Linked DNA regions of Mus musculus: all the other regions are linked to region 3. The links are chromatin contacts, called in public Hi-C maps. All regions are on one chromosome and are shown on one strand. Each heading gives the region's core, a stretch centred on a gene start, on an enhancer-like site or on the middle of the called end of the contact. The rest is flanking DNA. Distances are from core to core; before and after follow the strand shown.

Region 1 (3,597 bases), core at 1,006-3,505, 230 kb before region 3:
TTGTCTGACGTGAGGGTTTATTATTTTAGTTATTAAAACACTTTCTAACACTATAGGGAATGTTTTTAAAAAGCAGTGGATGTTGGGCTTAGATCTTTTTACGGCCTTTCTTTGTGACTGCAACCATAGTGGCAGGGAGTAGGCAGGTCTTATGTTAGACCTGGGGCATGATACTTAAAGGTTTACCTGAAGGAAAATTTCATTCAGTCCTAAAATTATCTTTGAGATCACACTATGAACTTAAAAGCATACACACGGTCCAGAATTCGTCTTACGTTAGTATTCATTGTCAAGCAAGCTACCTCAAGGATTATAAAATGCCTTATATATTTTTCCCCACTGGACAATATAGCATACACCTATAATCTGAACACTTGAGAAGTAGGGGCAGGAAGATTAGACATTCAAGGCTGGAGGTGGCAATAAAGTAAATTCAGGGACACAGTAGACTATGTGAGACTTTGACTCAAAAAGTAAGAACAAAACAAAATAGCCAGATAATCAGGCTAAGTGCCTGTAAATCAATGTCATACTGAAGTGTGCAGATGAAGGGGACATCTAGATACTGCTGCTTCAGAATATCTAAAGCCAAATTCGAATGTTTATATGGTGGAGGCAAAAGGGATATTCGGTTGTAGACTAAGGCCATTTTCCTGATTATACTGAAAGCCAACTAAGGCCCTTCTCACGCTGTGTGCCTTTTTTGAAGTGGGAGATGGATCAGGATCTTACTGTGTGCCTCATGATGGCCTGAACTGGCTTTGTAGCCAAGGCTGGCCTTAAATTCATGATCCTCCTGCCTCAGCCTCAGCCTCAGCCTTGCAGGCTTATGGGGGGCTATAAGAGATCATGTCCACCTTTATTTTAGCTTGTCTCCGTTTCCAGACCTTTCCTTGAAGCTTTGGATATGTTTGTGGTAGAGTATCTAGGTTGGTTCAGTCTTCATTTTCTTCTCTCTCAGCTTCTATGTCATCCTTTCCACCAAAGAAAGGATGCTGCTTATTGGCGACTCTCATGTTGACCTGTGCATTCGTGGGGTTTCCGTAAGAGCAGGGAGGAGAGCCATTATACCTTGTTTCATTTTCTGGTGCTTAGATCACTCCCTGTGTGGGCAATTGGATCAAGAGGCTCAACGCTACCCCTGATGCTGAGACGTGGAGAAGTTGGCTAATTTCCCTTTTGATTATGCTCCGACCCCTGCTCCCCGCCCCCAGGGCCTGTGAATGGAATGGGTTCATGTGATTCATGGGAACCGATTATTCTGACTGAAAAACAAAGAGTGGATATTTCTCAGTGCTTGGTGGGAATGCTTAAAAATAAATTAGAGCATTTGGTATTTGTGGTTTTGCCTATCATGTGGCTCTGAAGCCTGAGGAGCAGCCAGATGCAAGGAATGAGGGAGCTGTGGTGTGGAGAGAGTCCCTGAATACCTCATGGCTTTCGACATTGCCCTGCGTTGGAGTTCTATTTTGGGCTAGTGCTGCCATGTGATCTAAACATGTAAATGCTCAAGTAATGTGGCGTCATTAAACATGTAGTGTCTCTCAGGCTCAGAGCCTTCCCAGAAACCCCCACTCTGGCCCTGACAACTCTAGCCTGACCAGAAGTGGAATATCCTTCTGGCAACAGCATTGGTGAGCCAGATGGAAACCATTTGGCAACTAAAGGGTGTAAATACGTGTTTAGATCCAGAGGTTTCCCCAGACAATGCATCCAGTATGTTTGGCATGGGTAGGCTAAGGAATGTCAGCGCCGGGCACTTAACAATTCTATGTTTAAGCATCGATAAATGCATGAGGAGCCAGCAGAGCCAACACGCGCTCAGCTGACTCCTTCCCTCCTTTCTTCCGCTGCTGCAGTTAGGCGTCCCAGGCACATTCACAGAGCAAGACGCTCCACTGACAAGTTTTAGTTTAAACTTCCTGTCTGCCGTGTAAGGTTTTTTTCTAAGTCTCACTTTTTAATCTCTCATAGTAGCCGGTGAGTTGGGGGAAAGGAAAAGAGGGAAATAAAGAAGCCTCCAGCAGCCTCTTCTTAAGAGTTTACTGCTGAGATAAAAGTTAGCTGTGAAAGAGGTGCAATTCATACACCGTGAGTCTCCGAGGCCTTGGAAAAATATCCCCTCTGACCAGGAATGCCTGAGCATGAAGCCTTCTTGAAAATCGCTTTTTCCTCCCAGCAAGGGCAATGAAAGAAACTTGAGCCCTAGCTAGCCTATGTGTGTCTGCAAGTCTGGATGTCTATTTACACATGGTAGAGCATTTCCCCGCTTTTCTCCGAGCTGACACCAGCTTGTATATAGGGACACTCGGTGGATTACAGCTGGTGACAGTTTACTGCTGACTGGCCACAGGAAAAATAATCGGAATCAATTACGCATTGTCCCTGGCCAGGGCCTCTGTCTTGGCTGTTGTCCTCTATCAATCAGGTGAACCCCAGGGCAGAACTGGGCACCCTGAGATGCAAAAGCGCTTGTCCTGCAGTGACGGAGCTTAGCGACTAAAGATCTCCAAAGGGAACAATGTCAGAGCTACTTGTTCTTGACACAAGACACGGAGGAAGCAGTTGTGTTTGCTTAACTGGAGGCCTGTCACCCGCTGCTTGGCTAACTGCAGTGTACGGTAGGAGGAGCTGTCTCCTGTCTGCGTTCGTGTTATTTGCGTTTTGCATGACGGGAATCTTTCCTAATTTCCCTTTTTGCTTTTACTTTCCTGCCACATAGGATATGTGGGAAAGATTCAGACCCAATGAAAAGAGAAAGGCAAACGTGAGTCTGCCTACACACCACCAAAGAGTTCACAGGTTCTGACCCGAGGAGACACCGGTAATGTATGTGGGCCTTGCCTAAACAGACCGCCAGGCATCTGAACTGTGGCCGAGTGGAAATGCCTGTGTAAAGTCGACTCTACTTCCTTAGTTAGGCCCAAGGAGGAAATCCCCAAAATAATTTGACTTTCACTTAAACCATATTGGAAACAGGACCTGAAGAGTGAAAGAAAACCTTTGACATTCGCCATTGCTTCCTTTCAGTGGACTAGTACATTGTCATAAGAATTGAAGCAGGATACTGGAATAAGAACCGTCATGTAAATAGATTGCACCTTTGGAGGTATATTTAATTAAAGTGGACACTTTTCTTTAGAGAACAGTGGTTTGAAATTTTAGTTTTATGACAACTAATGTTGAACCTGCAGCAGATTATTAATTACATTTGGAGGTCTCAGCACCAATTTATTTCTAATATCAAGGGTTGCCTCATGAGATACCTTGATTGTAAGAATTGTAAGAACAGCTTAAAGTTGTTCTGTCTTTAGCAATTATATTTTTGAGCTATAATATAGCTTGTTTTTCTTTTTTACTTTTAAATCTAGTTGTTGAAAAAAAAAACAAAACAAAAAACAAAAACAGTTCCCTGACAATCCAGACTGTCTGGGTATGATTTTTATTTTTTTCTGTAAGGAAGGCTGGCTAGTTAGGAGAACAGAGAGCTTGCCTCACAGCTGATGTCACAAATCGCAAGGTGATTTCACCACTTGTCCAAATGACACTTGGCTGCTAAAAACACCACAGTTTTAGAGAGCTGTCGAGGAGAGGAGA
Region 2 (4,134 bases), core at 1,193-3,692, 200 kb before region 3:
AAGAACTACCTAATGCTGTTCTTTTTTTATTTTCTCTTTAAATTTTTCTGAATAGACTGTATGGTGCATACAAAATGAAGATGGCACGTACACTAGAAGTTACTGAAAGAGCACGAGAAGGAATCTAGTTACTGACTCTCCATCCCAAACCCCTCTTTAAAGTTCCTGAGTTTTGTACTTGTTTTGAATGTCAACCCAAATAATAGAAAAGGTGGGGGGGGCAGGGAGAGGCATTTAACAATTGGTTGGGCGATGATTGTCCACACTTCAGTATTTTAGTGAACAGAAAGTGGAGAAGGAAGAATTCAAAGCTAATAATAGTAATGGCTTGCTGGCTAAATAATGAGCAGCAGGAGGACTTCTAAGAAGGCAGTTAGCCCCAGAGCGATTCAGACAGACTTGCTTACACAACGGCTGGCTGCTCTAGGAGGAAGCAAGCCAAAACCAACATCAACACCCAGCAGCGCCAGTTGCTCACAGGAGGAGTGTGTAGCGGGATGCTGATGAAGTGCATTGTGGGAATGAATGAGAAGTCAAGACCCCTATCTCGCTTTTAATGGGAATCTTGTGATGCCCCAGACCCTGTCTGAGCCGTACAAGGGGCACCCTGCTGGACTCTGCTTGGGCCCCGTGATTAATGGGAGTGACAGGAGGCCAGGCTTGTCTAGAAAATTGACTGTGGATGAAAGCAGTAGGCAGTGAATCATGCGCCCTGAGTTCGACCCCCACTGCTCTGTCTGGGGTCTCTTTCACCATTTCCGCAGTATGTGTTGGGGTTGGGTTGGGATGAGGGACCCAACAAGGATATGAGTGTGGAAATTCTTATTTATTTATTTATTTATTTATTTATTTATTTATTTATTTTTATAGCAAAGAAAGAACTGCAGATGGTTCAACTCCGTTCTCACTCCCAAGACTTGTGTTATCTTATAAAGGCAGTCTGGAGCTGCTTGTGAGAAACCGTGAATCAAAGTGAGAGAGACTCCCTGTTAGAAGCAAGGCTGGAAGGTGACAGGGGAGGGAACTGCCTGAGAATCATACAGACATTTGGCCAGAATAAAACTACAGAGCTGTCTTACAACGCTAAACCCAGTCACATCCTGTGAGATAGCTTGGACCGTGCTGAATGCGTCTTGCCAGTCAAGCTCCTTTTTCCAGAGTTTACTACAAAAAGCATTTCCTCATTCCCCCAGCTGTGAACAAACAAAACCAAATGAAACAAAATGAAACAAAACAAAACAATCATCTTGGCTCTTTCCCCCTCCCCCCCTTCTCACTGGCCCCTAAAACATTTCATTCAGGAATAATCATTTCTTTTGTGTTAATAGATTTTTAAAAGTTGGTATCTTCCTTCTAAAGTGGCAGTTGACAGTTTGACCGCTTCCTGCTTTACTAGCCCTTTTACTCTGCAATCCATACATTTATCCCCTTAACATGGTACATGCTGCAGTGTGGCACGGGAGCTCAATGAAATACATTGTACATGGAACTCGGTCCTGAGACAGAAACACTAGCTCCAACAGGGTAGTATTCACATGCTTTTTAAAGTGGCTCGGCAGAGAGTTAGGATGGTGGTTAGGCGCCAGCCCCAGGGTGTGGCTCTCTGGGACTCTGAGCAGCGAATAACTACTCATGCAAACGTTGGAGTTCAAGAATTTACAACTGGCAGAGCTGTTCATATGAGCCACTGGCTGACACGGGTCTGGCTCAAGGAAATGTCCCACTTTCACTTCTGAGGGTCCCCTTCTCTCTCTGTGATTGGTGCCAATGAAGAAATGAATCACCTCTGCTAGGACTCTCTGAATGTGGTACTTAGTGTAGCCTCCTGATTCAAGTGGTACCCTATCTACATCCTCCCCTTAGCAGGATGGATGGTGGGTAAGGGGGTGGGAAAAGGCAACAGATAAAAAGTGGAATCGCCTTTACTCTCAGCACTCACGAGGCCTAGGCAGGGGAATCTCTGGTCTGGCAGAATGATCTGTGGGAAGAATACTATGTCACATGTCAAAATAACTTTAGTTATCCTGGTTTTCGTAAGAGACTTTTTCCTGAGGAGACACCACACACACACACACACACACACACACACACACACACACACACACACACGCACACACACATGCACACACACACACACAAGTTAGCAAGATTTAAAACCCCTCATTTGTATTCCTGGATCCCTGGAAAGGAACTGTTATTCATGTGCCAAGGAACACAGCAATTCATTATTATTTTTTTTTCTTTCTTTCTCCCTAGGTACCCTCCCAGTAAGATTAAAAGCAGTCTGGGATGTGGGCAGAGCACTGAGGGAGGAGTGGGAGCGGGGGAACGATGGCCTTTTAATAGCCTCTGCCCCACTCGTTCAACACAGTAGGAACCTTGTGTTTCAGATTGAAACTCAACGGTTTCCTTCCTCTGAAGCCTTGACTTGGCTATGTACCGAAGCCATGTGCTGAGGTCTCTGGACAGATCTGGAGAGGCAGTGAGTCAACAACTGGCCTTCCTGACAGGGATGATGGAGAGGCTGTGGGAAATTGTGGTAACCTTGATTTGTAAACAAGCAATCAAGCGAGCAAACATACGTTTTGGAGTACTTCAGCCCCATTGATGGTCTCCAAACTCAACACAGAGTTTCTGTGCATCTTTTCAAATGTAAGCACCTTGCAGAACTCCTCCACCCGGGTCATGCTCAGGAAACTGATGTCCTGACTGGCCTTCACTCAGGAGCCTGTATGAGTGCCCATACTATACCTGTTTAATTTGTGGCTATTCCTCGGTGTCTATTCACCACACTCACACTTGGGAAGAGGACTAATCGTCTGTTTTGTACAGTATGCCTTGGCTGGAATTTAGTTAGTACTAATTTCAAGTTATATGATTGCATTTTTGATATGTCCTTCTCAGGGTTGTGTCAGGAGATGTGTGGTGTTCTGTCCTACCACTACCAGGGACTTTGGTGATTTGGTTAAGATGGCGTCCTTCAAGGTTTATCCCCTATCAAGTTTCTATTTTGTCTCTCTTTGAAACTTACCTTATGGGTCATATTTTGAGAGTGTGAATATCCCATTTCTTATTCGACTTTCACTTCCTCATTTTAATATCCACTGTTAATAACTTCGATACGTTCTACATGACAATTCTCAAACTTCTTCTCTAAGTTTATGAAGCGGATTATCTTTGGTGACTAGGAACTTTCCCTTCTACTATTTCATTGTCAGCTGGTTAATTTATGTGGCTACTTATACTTACAGCTGCTGGGTCATAATCCACAGTGATGCTGACCTTGCTAGTAAAGTCACCCCAGATCTAGGAACCTCCTTTAAGTTTGCCTCTGGTATCCTTTTCATGTGTTCTCCTATAAACATTTGAGCATTTCCTTGTTTTCAAGTACTATGAGATAGTCCAGGCCCGTCTTGGACTCCTCAGTTCCACTCCTGGAATGTCTCCAAGGACTGCTGGTTTCTTTTATTGGAGACTAAGATAAAATAATCTTATCTTTTCCTGTGAGTCACAGGGAGTACATAGTCCTCCCAGTAGAAAACAGAAAGATAGTAGAATAGGCCCAGGGAGGATTCAGGATCCTGAACTTTCAGTGTTTTTAGCTAAACATTTCTACAACCATAAACTTCAGTCCCAATCTGGGTATGGTGGCAAACATCTGTACTCTAAGCAACCAGGAGGTAGAGGGAGGATGATTGCCACCAGAGTGCCAGTTTGGTCGACACAGCAAGACCCAGATGTTCAAACAGAAAAACAAAACAAGAAATGAACTTCACCATCTTCTGAGGCTCAGGGAAAATCAAGGAAGGAGGGGGTGGAAGGAATTAAAGAATCCAGTGATAGGGAGAAGGGCTATGAGAGTCCATCTTCTGTGCCTCACACAGCCAGTGCAATCATGAACCCACAGCAGCTACAGTTAGTGGCTTGTACTGGACCTAGACATGACAGGGCTATTCGGTAGTCAGCCATGGATTGGGAGAGTGCTCATGGTGAAGTCATGGGAAATTATTGGCTATGGATGGTTACTGGGAGAAGTGAGTCTCGAGTCACTGCCTTTAGTTTGGATACCTGCTATTGAGTTCACCGGACTCCACTGAATATTTCCACTCTCATGGATATATAGAGAGCTCTGGC
Region 3 (4,152 bases), core at 1,427-3,926:
TGTGTTAAAGGCTCACCCACCCAGAAGTTTAAGGACCAGTGATGTAGTAGAAGGCAAGAACAGAGCTTGGACTTGTAAGATGATGTGAAGCAATAAATTGCCGGCTGTTACCAGCACTGTTGGATGCATCACTCAAGCGTGCGCCACTATTTCCAGACGCATTTAATGTTATGGCTGAAACAGTGTTTACTAAACATTGTTTAGTCTGGTGGATAGAGTCAATTGAGCTACTTAAAACCATGAGTTACTAAGAACGGTGAAAATGTGAGTGGTAGAGTACTTGTCCCTCATGTGTAAGGCATTCTAGGATCCCCAGCATCCATATCTCTGTCTCTGTCTCTGTCTCAGTCTCTCTCTCTCTCTCTCTGTCTCTCTCTCTCTCTGTCTCTCTCCCCGTCTCTCTGTCTCTCTCTCATACATAATCACACACAAAGAGATACTGTCACACTCTCTCTCACACACATACATACTTACACACAGACACTCTCACACACAGACTTTCATACACAGAGTTTCATACACAGATACACACTCACAAACAAGACACTCTCTCTCACACACACTCACACATATACTCATAGACACACACACACACACACGCACGCACATAGACATAGTCTCTCACACACACTCACATACACACACTAACACAAACACATACTCACACACAGACACTCTCTCTCACACACACATACTCACACACAGGCACACATAGACACACTCTCTCTCTCTCTCTCTCACACACACACACACTCACACATGCACTCATACACACACACACATGCACACATATACACACACTCACACATGCATTCATACACACACACACATGCACACATATACACACACTCACACATGCATTCATACACACACACAGAGACACACATACTACGAAGGCATGGAACAAAGGTAAATAAGATGCCTTAACTATCATCCTACTATAAAACTACAGCCATTTACATCCCAATAGGTTTTCCAATTTAGAGAGCCGCACATGAGGAGTGTAGCAGCTTTGGTTGCACACACCCCTTGTCACTGCTTGGGGAATTCACGGCCCTGTCCTCAGCACCGAACCCTGACAGCACTTCACAGAGGCTCACGAGGTTTGTCCTTTACAGAGAGGTGGAGACACATTGTCCACAAACAGATGACAATCGGTTTAATGTGGAAATTTGGAAAAATAATTCTTTCTTACATTGCTTTTCACTGAGAAACCGAGGGAAAAGTCAGGAATCAAGGTAAGATAGGCTGACACAGGGAAAGATCCTATTGAAATGGGCAGATCAACCAAGCATGGTGATTTAGCCATCATCCCAGCACTCCAGAGGCAGAAGACAGCCACAAGTTCGAAGTCAGCCTGGGCCAGGGGTGAAGGCGCTCCTGCTTCAGGCAATAAAACAAGCCAAGAAGAGGTCAGAGCACAGGGGGTGTGCATGCAAAGGGGAATTCATAAGAAAGAAACCAACAGGCACTGAGGGAGAAAGGAAGAAAACATAAACAGAATTTGAGTCGAAGGCAAAGGAAATAGGAAGCGCTACAGCATCCTTTGTATTCACATTTGAGACTGCAAGAGAAAAGAAGCAGTCAGCACAATAACCACTTAGTGTTTGAGCATCAAATCCTGCCAGGAGTAACCAAGTGAACAAGAGCAAGCAGCCCTTTCGGGACTACAGAGACCTTGGGAGTGGAGAGGGCATGTTTCATTTGTTTAGCTAGAGACGTCTTCGTCTTCGTCGTCTCCTTCTTCTTCTTCATCTCCTTCTTCTCCTCCTCCTCCTTCTCCTCCTTCTCCTTTTCTCCTGCTCCTTCTTCCCCTCCTCCTCCTCCTCCTCCTCCTCCTCCTCCTCCTCCTCCTCCTCCTCCTCCTCCTCCTTCTTCTTCTTCTTTTCCTCCTCCTCCTCCTCCTTCTTCTTTTCCTCCTCCTCCTCCTCCTCCTCCTTCTTCTTCTTGTTAAATTTACTACTACAAGTATCACTCAAGCTAATTTTGGCAAATGCAGAACGTTTGAAAGCACCCACAGGATCACCAGTCAGGAGACTGGACCAGCTTTACCCTTGCCCCTCATGGAAGCCTACCCTAAAAGAGTACTACTGGGATTCTTGCATGTAGTAAGAAGCAGGCATTGCCAGGGTTGGCAAACCCTGCATGTTAAAGGCCTACGTTCAGAGCTCAACATCTGGTCAGCACACTAGATGATAAAAGGAATTAAATTTGGGGGAGGAAAAAAAAGCACATGAGGAAAAGTTCCAGTGTGGTCGAGGCCTTAAATTTTATTTGTGAACAAATAAAATTTTGACCTTGGCCTTGCTTATGGAAGACCAACACAAGCCTTTTCTTTTTCTCTTTCCAGCTATGCAGCTGTCTTTTACTGCTGCAGCTTTTGGAAAGTGGTTGCAGAACAGAACACTGGCTATTTGATAGTTTGGCCTCTGTGGATTATTAAAGCTCCCAAAGAGCCTTTCTCCACAGATGACTACCTCATCATAAGGACAGCTCACATTCTGAAGGGCCTACCTGGCCAGACGCTGGGAGCTTACAGCATCCAGCCAAGCTGTGGGTCAAGCCAGTCACCCTGACGGTTTGGGAGAAGCTTCTGTTGCAAGGACAGGCATCCTCAGAACAGACAGCTTGCTCAGAATCTGCCTGGCAGAGATGCTTCCAGCAGATGTGCCCAAGGTCTGATAAGGGAAAAGTGTTTTTCCAATGTACAGGCATCTGGATGCAAGATGTGAAAGTGGATCCACCACAATTATACTGAATGATAGATATCTGAGAGTCATGGGTGCACAGAATACTCGTTAGGGTCGAGCCCTATTAAGGTTTGACTTAGGTAGGAGGGATTAGATCAGCATTCTTAATAGTAATTCATTCCACTATGATACGATGACATCACCAGAAGCCCAACTCTACTTAGTCTTGGAGCAGAACTAACAGAATCATGAGCCAAGTAACCTTTTTCTTGTGATAATTTACCGCTTTGAGCATTTTGTTATAGCAGTGGGAAGTTGAGTAACATAATGAGAAGCAGGGGGATATTTCAATGTCAAATGCCAAAGAAAAACAAGTTTGCTGTGGAGTTCCATTCAGTGTATGGCTGCCGAAGAGAAGTTACCTGGATGAGAGAGCCCCTGTGGCTGCCTGATGAATACGTATTGACAGACGTCATTAATTCGTTGTTCTACAAATACCTGGGCTTTGTAAACGCCTTTTGGAATATAATCTTTTGGCTTTAAGTAAGGAGATCTTTGAAGTAAGAAGTTTATAATTACATCCAGGACATGACTATTCGTTGTTTTATTACTGATGTGCAACTTCTTCTAACACATCTATGATGTCATATAACTATTGCAGAATCTCTGACAGGTCATGAAAAGAAACTGGTGGGATGTAATTTGAAAGAAAACATAGACTAGGAACCTACGTCAATAAATAAACATCCAACATTGAGCAAAGGCAGCCTCAGAGTGAATTTTGACCAGTGCGCTGTTTGAATGACTGCAGAGTCTTTTGTGCTCTGGTCATCTTAAGCCAATGCCCATGGAAGTCACACTAGCTTTGGAGGAGTGGTTTTCAAGACTAGTAAAATGCTGGTCTCTTCCTTCAAGGAAGATCCAAGCCACTGGTAACTCTCCAGCTCGATGGTTAAAGTCAATGAAACGGAAGACAGGAGCAGTGTGAGGAGAAAGAGGGAGGGTTAAGAGGTAGAAGAACTATTTCCTGACTTGCTCTTCCAGTAAGAAAAAAGTGACTATTCACACTGGCACACCCAGAAAGAGGCACAGGGAAGTATTGTCCACACCTTTCTTTTCCTTTCCTTTGCCCCTGTTTTCTGTAGAAAATACCATCATGAGAGACAAGTTCAATAGAGTAAAGTGTTCAAAGATATATCTCATTTAAATGTCAGCTGAGCAGAGGTTTCTGGACACCTATAGAAGGACCAGGCACTGTACAGGGTGCCTTGAAGCCAAGTTCAGACCTAGGAAAGTCTTAACAGTGACTGACTTACTATGAAAAACAAAAAGGAGAGAGGTTTTAATGTCTGATGGACTAACCTCACAATTGAGGCAAAGCATACATAAAAATGCTTAATAGCCCAATTAAGATGCAACATGAAATATTTAAGGAAATGTCCTTTAGTTCAAGACTGGAACA

The links. A called contact is a pair of places that touch in the nucleus more often than the background predicts.
Region 1: a contact with region 3 is called in a Hi-C map of uterus, with 2.9 times the contacts expected there. The contact joins the promoter of 2810442N19Rik here to the enhancer-like site in region 3. A contact is called at or near these places in 12 of 39 promoter capture datasets (the 3T3-L1 cell line, 3T3-L1-derived adipocytes, the C10 cell line and 8 more), 3 of 15 datasets of contacts at CTCF or cohesin (the NIH/3T3 cell line, large pre-B cells and pro-B cells), 35 of 484 Hi-C or Micro-C datasets (the 3T3-L1 cell line, 3T3-L1-derived adipocytes, the C2C12 cell line and 19 more), 12 of 115 datasets of contacts at active chromatin or transcription factors (bone marrow-derived macrophages, craniofacial prominence, differentiating embryonic stem cells and 9 more) and 2 of 9 other capture datasets (adipose tissue and pancreatic islet).
Region 2: a Hi-C map of uterus shows a contact between it and region 3, with 3 times the contacts expected there. The contact joins two enhancer-like sites. A contact is called at or near these places in 8 of 39 promoter capture datasets (the HPC-7 cell line, the SN4741 cell line, cranial neural crest and 4 more), 1 of 15 datasets of contacts at CTCF or cohesin (the NIH/3T3 cell line), 4 of 484 Hi-C or Micro-C datasets (liver, nephron progenitors and uterus) and 7 of 115 datasets of contacts at active chromatin or transcription factors (craniofacial prominence, embryonic fibroblasts, embryonic hindbrain and 4 more).

Annotation. Positions count from the first base shown.
Region 1 is chr1:162,002,714-162,006,310 of GRCm38.p6, forward strand. It overlaps 2810442N19Rik (RIKEN cDNA 2810442N19 gene), which reads left to right and starts at 2,256. Exons shown (of 3, transcript NR_040562.1): 1 at 2,256-2,621; 2 at 2,723-3,109. All of the region lies in intron 20 of Dnm3 (dynamin 3), which reads right to left.
Region 2 is chr1:162,037,614-162,041,747 of GRCm38.p6, forward strand. The region is part of intron 17 of Dnm3 (dynamin 3); the gene reads right to left. Among named protein-coding and RNA genes, the nearest start is that of 2810442N19Rik, 35 kb to the left of the region's middle. Within about 2 kb of position 2,443, at least 102 of the 459 cell types and tissues checked have an H3K27ac peak or open chromatin away from gene starts, as enhancers often do. A contact at or near this core is called in uterus, where this site is marked.
Region 3 is chr1:162,236,710-162,240,861 of GRCm38.p6, forward strand. The region is part of intron 13 of Dnm3 (dynamin 3); the gene reads right to left. Among named protein-coding and RNA genes, the nearest start is that of Mir214, 15 kb to the left of the region's middle. Within about 2 kb of position 2,677, at least 12 of the 459 cell types and tissues checked have an H3K27ac peak or open chromatin away from gene starts, as enhancers often do. A contact at or near this core is called in uterus, where this site is marked.